Linked DNA regions of Sus scrofa: all the other regions are linked to region 1. A link is a contact called in public promoter capture Hi-C data. All regions are on one chromosome and are shown on one strand. The core of a region is the stretch at or near the end of the contact, and the rest is flanking DNA. Distances in the headings are between cores, read along the strand shown. Region 1 holds the start of UBAP2 (ubiquitin-associated protein 2). Region 2 holds the start of NFX1 (transcriptional repressor NF-X1). Region 3 holds the start of NOL6 (nucleolar protein 6).

The links. Promoter capture Hi-C pulls out the DNA fragments that hold promoters and counts their contacts.
Region 2: a promoter capture Hi-C map of liver shows a contact between it and region 1, with 4 times the contacts expected there. The contact joins the promoter of NFX1 here to the promoter of UBAP2 in region 1. A contact is called at or near these places in 1 of 5 promoter capture datasets (liver) and 1 of 2 datasets of contacts at active chromatin or transcription factors (alveolar macrophages).
Region 3: a contact with region 1 is called in a promoter capture Hi-C map of fetal liver, with 2.2 times the contacts expected there. The contact joins the promoter of NOL6 here to the promoter of UBAP2 in region 1. A contact is called at or near these places in 3 of 5 promoter capture datasets (fetal liver, fetal skeletal muscle and liver), 4 of 47 Hi-C or Micro-C datasets (alveolar macrophages, liver, omental adipose tissue and 1 more) and 2 of 2 datasets of contacts at active chromatin or transcription factors (alveolar macrophages and skeletal muscle).

The regions. Positions count from the first base shown.
Region 1 is chr10:32,754,411-32,757,075 of Sscrofa11.1, forward strand. It overlaps UBAP2 (ubiquitin-associated protein 2), which reads left to right and starts at 1,297. Exons shown (of 28, transcript XM_021064693.1): 1 at 1,297-1,712.
Region 2 is chr10:33,199,500-33,202,164 of Sscrofa11.1, forward strand. It overlaps NFX1 (transcriptional repressor NF-X1), which reads right to left and starts at 1,320. Exons shown (of 25, transcript XM_021064702.1): 1 at 1,128-1,320. The coding sequence starts at 1,248.
Region 3 is chr10:33,020,707-33,023,371 of Sscrofa11.1, forward strand. It overlaps NOL6 (nucleolar protein 6), which reads left to right and starts at 1,329. Exons shown (of 26, transcript XM_003130678.4): 1 at 1,329-1,516. The coding sequence starts at 1,463.

The DNA of each region.
Region 1 (2,665 bases), core at 47-2,546:
CTAAACTGACTATATACAACGCTAGCTCACTGTAAAAAGAGAGATAAGATACATCTACACATGAATGGTCATGATAATAAGTTCTATTTGTTAAAGGCACAGCCTGAGCATTCTTGATCAATTCAGATGAAAAACAAAGTTTTCCCTTGAACTGAGCAGGCTATTAAGGATTCAAGTGTTTTGCATCAAGTACTTTAACCTACAAGTCTATTAGTACCTGGCAAGTTAGTAACTCGTAGAGTGCCCCATACAAAGATCAGTATGTGCTAATTCCCTTTTCATCTTGGACCTATGGTGCCCAAGGATACATGCAGGGTGTGAAAATAATCGCTAATATTTATTGAGGGTTTATTCTGTGCCAATCTGGTATTTTACATAATCTTATTTCACAACCTGGTGAAGCGGTGTTATCACAAAGGAAAGCTCAAATCGAGGTAAGGCCTGCTGGATTCCAAAGTCCTTAGATACTGCCTTTGAGGGTCAACCGTCCAGTAATTGAGAACATACTCTAAAATACTCTGCTACAATTATAAACCATTAGCTCCTTCTTTATGCTTAACAGGTGAGGTCATTTTGAGAGGCAGGTTATTCATTATTAGGAGACAGATAATCTGGTTTGGGTCTCCTCAGCCAGTTAACAACTGAACCTCCCTGATCCTTTCTCTTTGCTTAAAACCGGGACAATCCCAGCCTCAAAGGGTTGACTTTACGACTTAATAAAACTGGTTGTATAAACGGCTGACGAGTAGGCTTTCTAGAAATGTTAGTCTTTTCACGCATAAGGGGCTTGGGACTGCATAATTTGAGCCCACGTTTCGTAGGACGTAAGCCTCGGGGCCTTCCCACTCCGGTGGAGGTTCCCTGGGAAGCCAGCTGGGTGCAACGGATATCTCCGCGAGCCGTTGGTGTTTTCCCGCGCAGGGGGGCGGGGCAGAGCGCCGGCTCGGGAAGGTGGTAGCCGAACCCCACCTCCCACGGCGACTACATCTCCCAGCAGGAATCATGCTCAGCTGCCTAGCAGGGGCCGCTCACTAGCATTAGTCTCAGATGCCTGCCCTGTCCGCTTTCCGTCTCGGCCTTCCCTCGGTCCGAAGTCACAGCCGCACCATCCATGAAGCCACGAGGGAAAGGATGTGGTGGTAGATGGCTTTGCTGTGCAGCAAGTTGAGAATCGTAGTGCCCTGGCGCAACGCTTGGCAGGCTAGGGTCTTCTTGAGTGGTTGGACCACTTCACGTGATGAGAGGAAGGCGGCCGCAAGGCAGCGACCTGTGGTGCCTTGTGAGGTCATCACAGCGCGACAACGAGCTGCACTTGTGGGCTTCCTGGAGGCGGGAGCTAGCACGTCCCTAACAACTCCGAGTACGAGAAACTGCGTAAACTCGCCCTTGTTGGCTCCATCTGCGTGCCTCCCCCTGCCTCAACCATGCTGGCCCAGTCTGGAGGGCATGACGGGGGGTTGGTTAGTGAGAGCGACGCGCTCTGTGGGCGGGTTGATGACGAGCCGCGGGCGAGCGACTTGTAGTGGCTCCTCCTTCGCCCATGACGTAGAGGTCACGTGACGGGCCGAGCAGCCTCTGCCGCCGCCGCCGCTTTGTAAGAGGCACATTGGCAGGTAACGAGCGGCGGCGGCGGCGGCGGCAGCGGCAGCGGCAAGCGGCAGCGGCAGCGGCAGCAGCAGCAGCGGGTCCCGAGTCCAGCGAGAGCAGCAGCGGTAATTGGCACCTTCTCTCACCTTCCCCGGTCCAGGTCCCTGAGCTCTGCAGCTTGCGCCCGGTAGTCCTGGCTTCTGTTCTTCTTTTCTCCAACCTTCTTCATAGTGCCCCAGCGCCCACCCGTGAAAGCGGGCCGAGCTTCCCTCGCTGGTTTCACGCGTCCTCAGTTTGCCCAGGCCTGGTGCAGTCCTTCCTCTCTCCCGCGGGTTGTCCGGGGCTCCTTCCTGCCTACCCCAACGCTTGTCGTCCCGGCCCCACCCAGCCCCAGGGGGCGCCTTCCCCTCCCCCCGGTCGGGTTTCTGCCCTGGAGGGTGTGGTTTTCTCTCCCACCGTTGTCCCTCCCTTGCCTGTCCGCTGGAGCTCCCGCGCCACGCTGTCGCCGACCGACCACTTTTCCGTTTTCATGCCTGTCGCTAGACCTGGGACTAGATATTTCAGAGCCTTACTTCTGCGCTCTCTCGCCTTTCCCGGCTACCCAGAGGCTAGTGCAGTTCCACTTCTCCTCTTCATTCGGGAAGGTTTTGGTGTCAGACACTTAGGACTCAGTTTTCCTCCACGTTCCCAGTTCCTGTAGTCTGGCCGTGTCACAGTTGTTCTTTAGTGTAGGTTTGCAAGAGCTTTGTAAACTAAAGCACTCTTAGAATACTATTCAAAATGTTACTCTTCCATTGGTGCATTGCATCTCAGTTTTCTTTGCCGCTGAATCACTTTTCACTTGGCTTTCCACTTTTCCCCCAGGGTTTTCAGTCTAATTAGTTGTCCTCGCACCTCACGTGCCACCACTGTTCTCACCACTCTGGTCTCATCCTTGTTCTCTCTGGGAGTTGATTGCGTGATTCCATCATCATTCCTGTTATTTCCTGTTTGACATAATCCGGTAGTTTACTTCCACCTCTGTTGGATATTGTTTCTACTTGTATCCAAGATGTCTCTACTAGTATTTAGGCTTACT
Region 2 (2,665 bases), core at 70-2,569, 450 kb after region 1:
CAAAACACCAGCCTAAAAAGGAACCCCCTCCAAGATGACTTAATACCTGTATCAGGACAGGGGTACATAGATGCAGTGTGTTATCCAACTTTTTTGACCAAGACCCATAGTAATAAATACATTTTACCTGCCACCAAGTACACAAATACATATATACTCTTTTTGGTGCCCCAACAGCTGGTAGGTAGCAGAACTAAGTCTTAAATTAATGACTGTTCACAAACCTCGTGTTGCAAATTGCTGCCCCCTTTCTCAGAAACAGTGGGTCAGGAAATCAAATCACATAGTGGATTGTGACAAGTATTTTTTTCAAACGAAATATGTATTAGAGTGCATTAGAGATAGTAAGGAAAACTATTGCTTCCTGAAACTTTCGGTTCGCTTTCATATTTAGTTCTGTGTGCACTGAGGTCAAGATGGAAAACGCTCCTTTTCGGTCACTGTCCAAAGAGTTTGGAAAACAAAGATCTAACGTACCTTGAAGGAAGTGGAAATGGGTGTTACATTAACAGCCGTTATATTAATAACAAATTCGGCTGCCTGCACACACAGAGACAATTCCAGTAGAGGAAGTAACAGGTTACAGTATCGGCGGGAACCTTCGCAACAGTTGATTTATTTACTCCTAACTCAAAGATGAGGAAAACACCCAGTCACACTGTGAGCTGCGGCAGGGTGAGAATGGAAACCACAGGTCTTTCGCTCGCGCTCGCAGTGCTGCCCCAGGACACACGAGTACTCCTGAAGTACAGCGCGCAAACCTGCCTCGCGTCAAGAGCCCGCCACCGTCAAGGGCGGTGACCCGACTGACGCCCGCCTGTCGGATATCCGTGCGGCCGCTGCCCCAGGAAGGCCGAGATGAGCCCTGAAGAGAGCGGGATACCCACATCAACGCCCTGGGACAACCCCGCTCTCTGAGGAAAACCAGCTGCCGAGCTTCTCCACACGGTGGAAGATGGTTAAGAGATCTGTATGCAAGACGCGCGTGGCTTGGCCCTTCCGAGCCACTATCCCAACCCTAGGACGCGCCACTCTCGCGATACGAATGGCCAGTGCCTTAGGACTCGTCACTGACCCAATTTCCGCTACTCGCGAAGGGCCCAGTCCCGTGAGGGCCAGGACAGTACCTGAGACAGGAGGCGCCTCCGCCATCCCGTGCCGCAACACCTGAGGCGAGCCCTGCAGCCCAGCAAGCGCTGTCACCCGGTCACGTGCCCTGGACTTCCGGCGCCGGGAGAATATTCGCATCCGCGCGCCCGGTGGACGGCCACAGAGCTTGCGCGGCCTGTGGAGACTGTGTGGTGCGTCATGACGTCAGATAGACGCACCAGGCGTAAGGCTGAAGGAAGAAACTAGTGGCTGTGGGTGACTAGGTCCCGGGAGGGTAGGCGTGCTGGGGCTTGCGTAATCTATCGTTTTCCTTTTGAGATTCGCTGTGCTCTCCTGCTACCGTGCGCTTTTATTCCGCCACCCAACCGGCTTCACCTGGTTTTCCGGAGTCAGCTCAGACATCACCGCCTTACTAGAGTAATTCTGACTTAGGGTTAAAATAAAAACAAGTAGTGGAAAGGCAGCCTGGAATCTAACTTGCTCTGAAAGTTGTGTAACAAATTGAGGGAAAAATTAATTCTACAGGAATTATTATGAAAGTGGGATAACTAGTTTTTGTTCTTTAAGTGTTGTAAATTTAAATTCCATGAACTCAGGATAGAAGGTCGCTAGACTAATAAAATATTGGTTAAATGATAAAATTTTAAAAAGCAGCCTGGGAAAAAATAATCTGCAAAAAGACGATAAAAAGATGATACACATATCGGCTCTTACAAATCAGTTTAGAAAACGAAAGGTCGTTTATTAGATATGACAAAGGGCTTGAGCGGGCACGGTGACAAATATAGATTGACACTGAACGTTAGGGGAAAGGTTTGGAGACACTGATAATTTTTAAAGTACAAACTGTTAGGTGAATGTGTGGAGTTCTTTTGTTTGTGTGTTTTGCTGTTGCATTACCAAGAAGAACACAAGATTTAAGTGTGAAGCATCTGCATTTGTAAAGTAATTCAGTGGTGCAGGTTTCCCCAAAAACACAAGTCTTCATTAACTTCCGTTATAATGCATATTTTGTCTTTTTAAGTGCTGGAGGAGGTTAATGGTGAAAAAGAAATATGCTTCCTGCCCTCATGAAGTGAACTGTCTAGGGGGGAAAAGTTAAAACTGAGTAATTTATATTTACAAATGAATAATTTGCATTGTGAAAGAAATAAACAGTGATATAGACTTTATAGGATCTGCTCCAGAAAATGTGGCCAGCTTTCTTTGAATTGGACAGATGAGATGGGTAAGCTACGTGAAGAGTTAGAGATAATAGTATGTGCAAATGTTAAGGAAGAAGGAAATAGCTTAAGTTCAAGTTATGGAAATATTTGCTGGTGAACAGTGAGTCAGGAGCTTGGCACAGTATGAAATTGGAGAAGTAGGTAAAGAAGATCACGTGCATCACCTGCAGGATGTGATAATAGATCTTATTCCAAGAGCATTAAGAAGTTAGTAAAAGGGAGTTCCCGTCGTGGCGCAGTGGTTAACGAATCCGACTAGGAACCATGAGGTTGTGGGTTCGGTCCCTGCCCTTGCTCAGTGGGTTAACGATCCGGCGTTGCCGTTAGCT
Region 3 (2,665 bases), core at 79-2,578, 270 kb after region 1:
ACCCAGGGTTTCCATTGTGGCTCAGCAGGTTAAGAACTGGTCTGTGAGGTCCATCTCTGGCCTCGCTGGTTGAATTAAAGATCCAGCATTGCTGCAAGCTGTGGCCTAAACTGAAAATGCAGCTCAGATCCCAGGTTGCTGTGGCCGTGGTCTATGCTGGTGGCTGTGGCTCCCATTCGACCTCTAGCCTGGGAACTTCCATATGCCACAGGTGTGGCCATAAATAACCAAAAAAGCTAAACCCATAAAAAGAGAAATTGGATTGGTAGTTGCCAGGGCCTGGAAGGTGGAAGAAATGAGATGTTGGTTAAAGGGTACAAACTTCCAGTAAATGAGGACAAACTTCTAAGTATCTAATGTACAGCATGGCTCTGCAAAATAGTAAAACATAAGTACACAAAGACAAAGCAAATTTGGCATTTATTAATACTAGGTTATGATGGGTAGGTGAAGAGTATATGGATGGTCATCATATTCAGCAAATTTGGAAAATGTAATAGAGAAAAGCTATTACAATAAACCAGGCACAAGACGTGCGAACTGGACTAAACTTGGCAGTAAAAACAGAGGAGTTCCCTTGTGGTTCAGCGGGTTAAACATCCGGCGTTTTCACTATAGCAACTGGGAGTAACTGCTATGGCAGGGATTCCATCCCTGGCCTGGGAACTTGCACATACTTCTGGTACGGCCAGAATAAATTTCTTTAAAAAACAAAGAGACAAGAGTGAGTAAATTCAAGGTATATTTTAGCGGTAGAACAGATAAGACTGGTTAACTGGGAGTTCCCGTCCTGGCTCAGTGGTTAACGAATCCGACTAGGAACTATGAGGTTAAGGGTTCCATCCCTGGCCTCGCTTAGTGGGTTAAAAATCCGGTGTTGCCGTGAGTTGCGGTGTAGGTCGCAGATGCGGCTCGGATCCCGCGTTGCTGTGGCTCTGGCATAGGCCGGAGGCTACAGCTCCGATTAGATCCCTAGCCTGGGAAGCGGCCCTAGAAAAGGCAAAAAGACAAAAAAAAAAAAAAAAAAAAAAAAAAAAAAAGGTTAAATGGTAAATGAAAAAAGAAGAGGAATCACCGGGGTAAATAAACAAACGCTCACCACAGAAACTCAAACCAGCCCCGCCCTTACCCTTTAGACCCAAGTGCAGGAAGTGAGGGAAAGGAAGCTGCGCCAAGCGTCAGGCAGGCTTCCGGTCTGGCGTCGCAAAGAAGCCGGAAATCGGAGAACCCTGTTTGGCCCCTCCCCCATAGTGGGCGGTCTTGGAGAGTGACAGAGCCCAATGGCGAGCGAGTCGATGGGCACTCACCCAATGGCTCTGGAGCTGGGCGGAGTCCTGCGCCACGAGGCTTGCTGACAATCGTGCCAGCATTTCTGCCCGTGCTTGGGCATTTCTGCCAACGTGGGAAGAAGTTGTAGAGCAAGCGGAATTTAAACCCAAAGTGCCAGCAGGATACCAGAAGGATGGGGCCCGCACCTGCGGGAGCGCAGCATCGCGGAACTGCTGAGGAGCCGGAGGTGGGAGAACCATCTGGGAGGAAGGAATGCAACATGGGGAGGGGGGAACGGCAGAGCCTGATAGCTCGCCAACAAGGGGCACTAGGGCGGTACCTTCTGGAGGAGCCCCATTCCCCCAATGTTTCCAGCCCGGGGTACCGAGACAGGGCTTGGTAAGGGAGATGGATAGAAGCACTAAAGCCTATTGAGCTTCTCTCTTCCCTAGCTCTACACCTTGAAATTGAAGTGGCCCCAGCCCCCACCCCACCACACCCCACTCCACTCCACTCCGCAGCTTGGATCATTTCCCTGACCAGGTCCTCCTTGATGCTGGGTGGGATCTAGTTCTGGGCTCCCCACATGGTGGCGCTCCTAGAGCGCTCCAGTAAGGCTCTTCCGGGTGTGGGAACCTGGAGGGGGGCGGGGCCCGCTGTAGGGGAGAAGGTTTAGGATCCCTCAGATCAGGGTTTGAAGCCTTCTCACAGTATAGGCATACCAACTGTGGAAGCTCTCGGGGCTTCGTTCTAGCGTTTTCAGTTAGGATTGTTGTGAGAATTGGATGATTTACTGTATATCCTTCAAAACCAGTAGGCTCTTTCCATTACTGAGCACTTAATGTATCCTGAAGTCTGTTGTTGTCAGGGCTTGCATGCTGTCGTGGTGTGTGTGTGTGTGACCTGGCAGGGTTTAGATAGAGTAAGAGTGGAGATGGCATTTGCAAAGTCCTAGGACTAACCCAGCAGCAGAAGCAGCTCCTTATACTTGAAAGCACAGGAGCTTAGGCATTGCATTGGGCAGGGTACAGCCAGCTACCACTCCTATCAGCTCCAAGCAGAGCTCCATGCTTGTGCTGTCAAGTATACGGGGAACCCTCAACTCAAGGAGTTTTTGGTCTAGAGCTCAGTAAACTTCTTCTCCTTCCTCTTCTGCCACAATGTGATATGGGATCTCAGTTCCCAGACCAGGGATTGAACCAGGCCACAGTGGTGAAAGTGCTAAGTCCTGACCACTAGATGACCAGGGAACTCCCCAAGAGCTCAGTCATATTCTTTTTTTTTTTTAAGGGCTGCACCCGTAGCATATGGAGCTTCCCAGGCTAGGGGTCTAATCAGAGCTATAGCTGCTGCCCTACACCACAGCCACAGCAACACCAGATCTGAGCTGCAACTG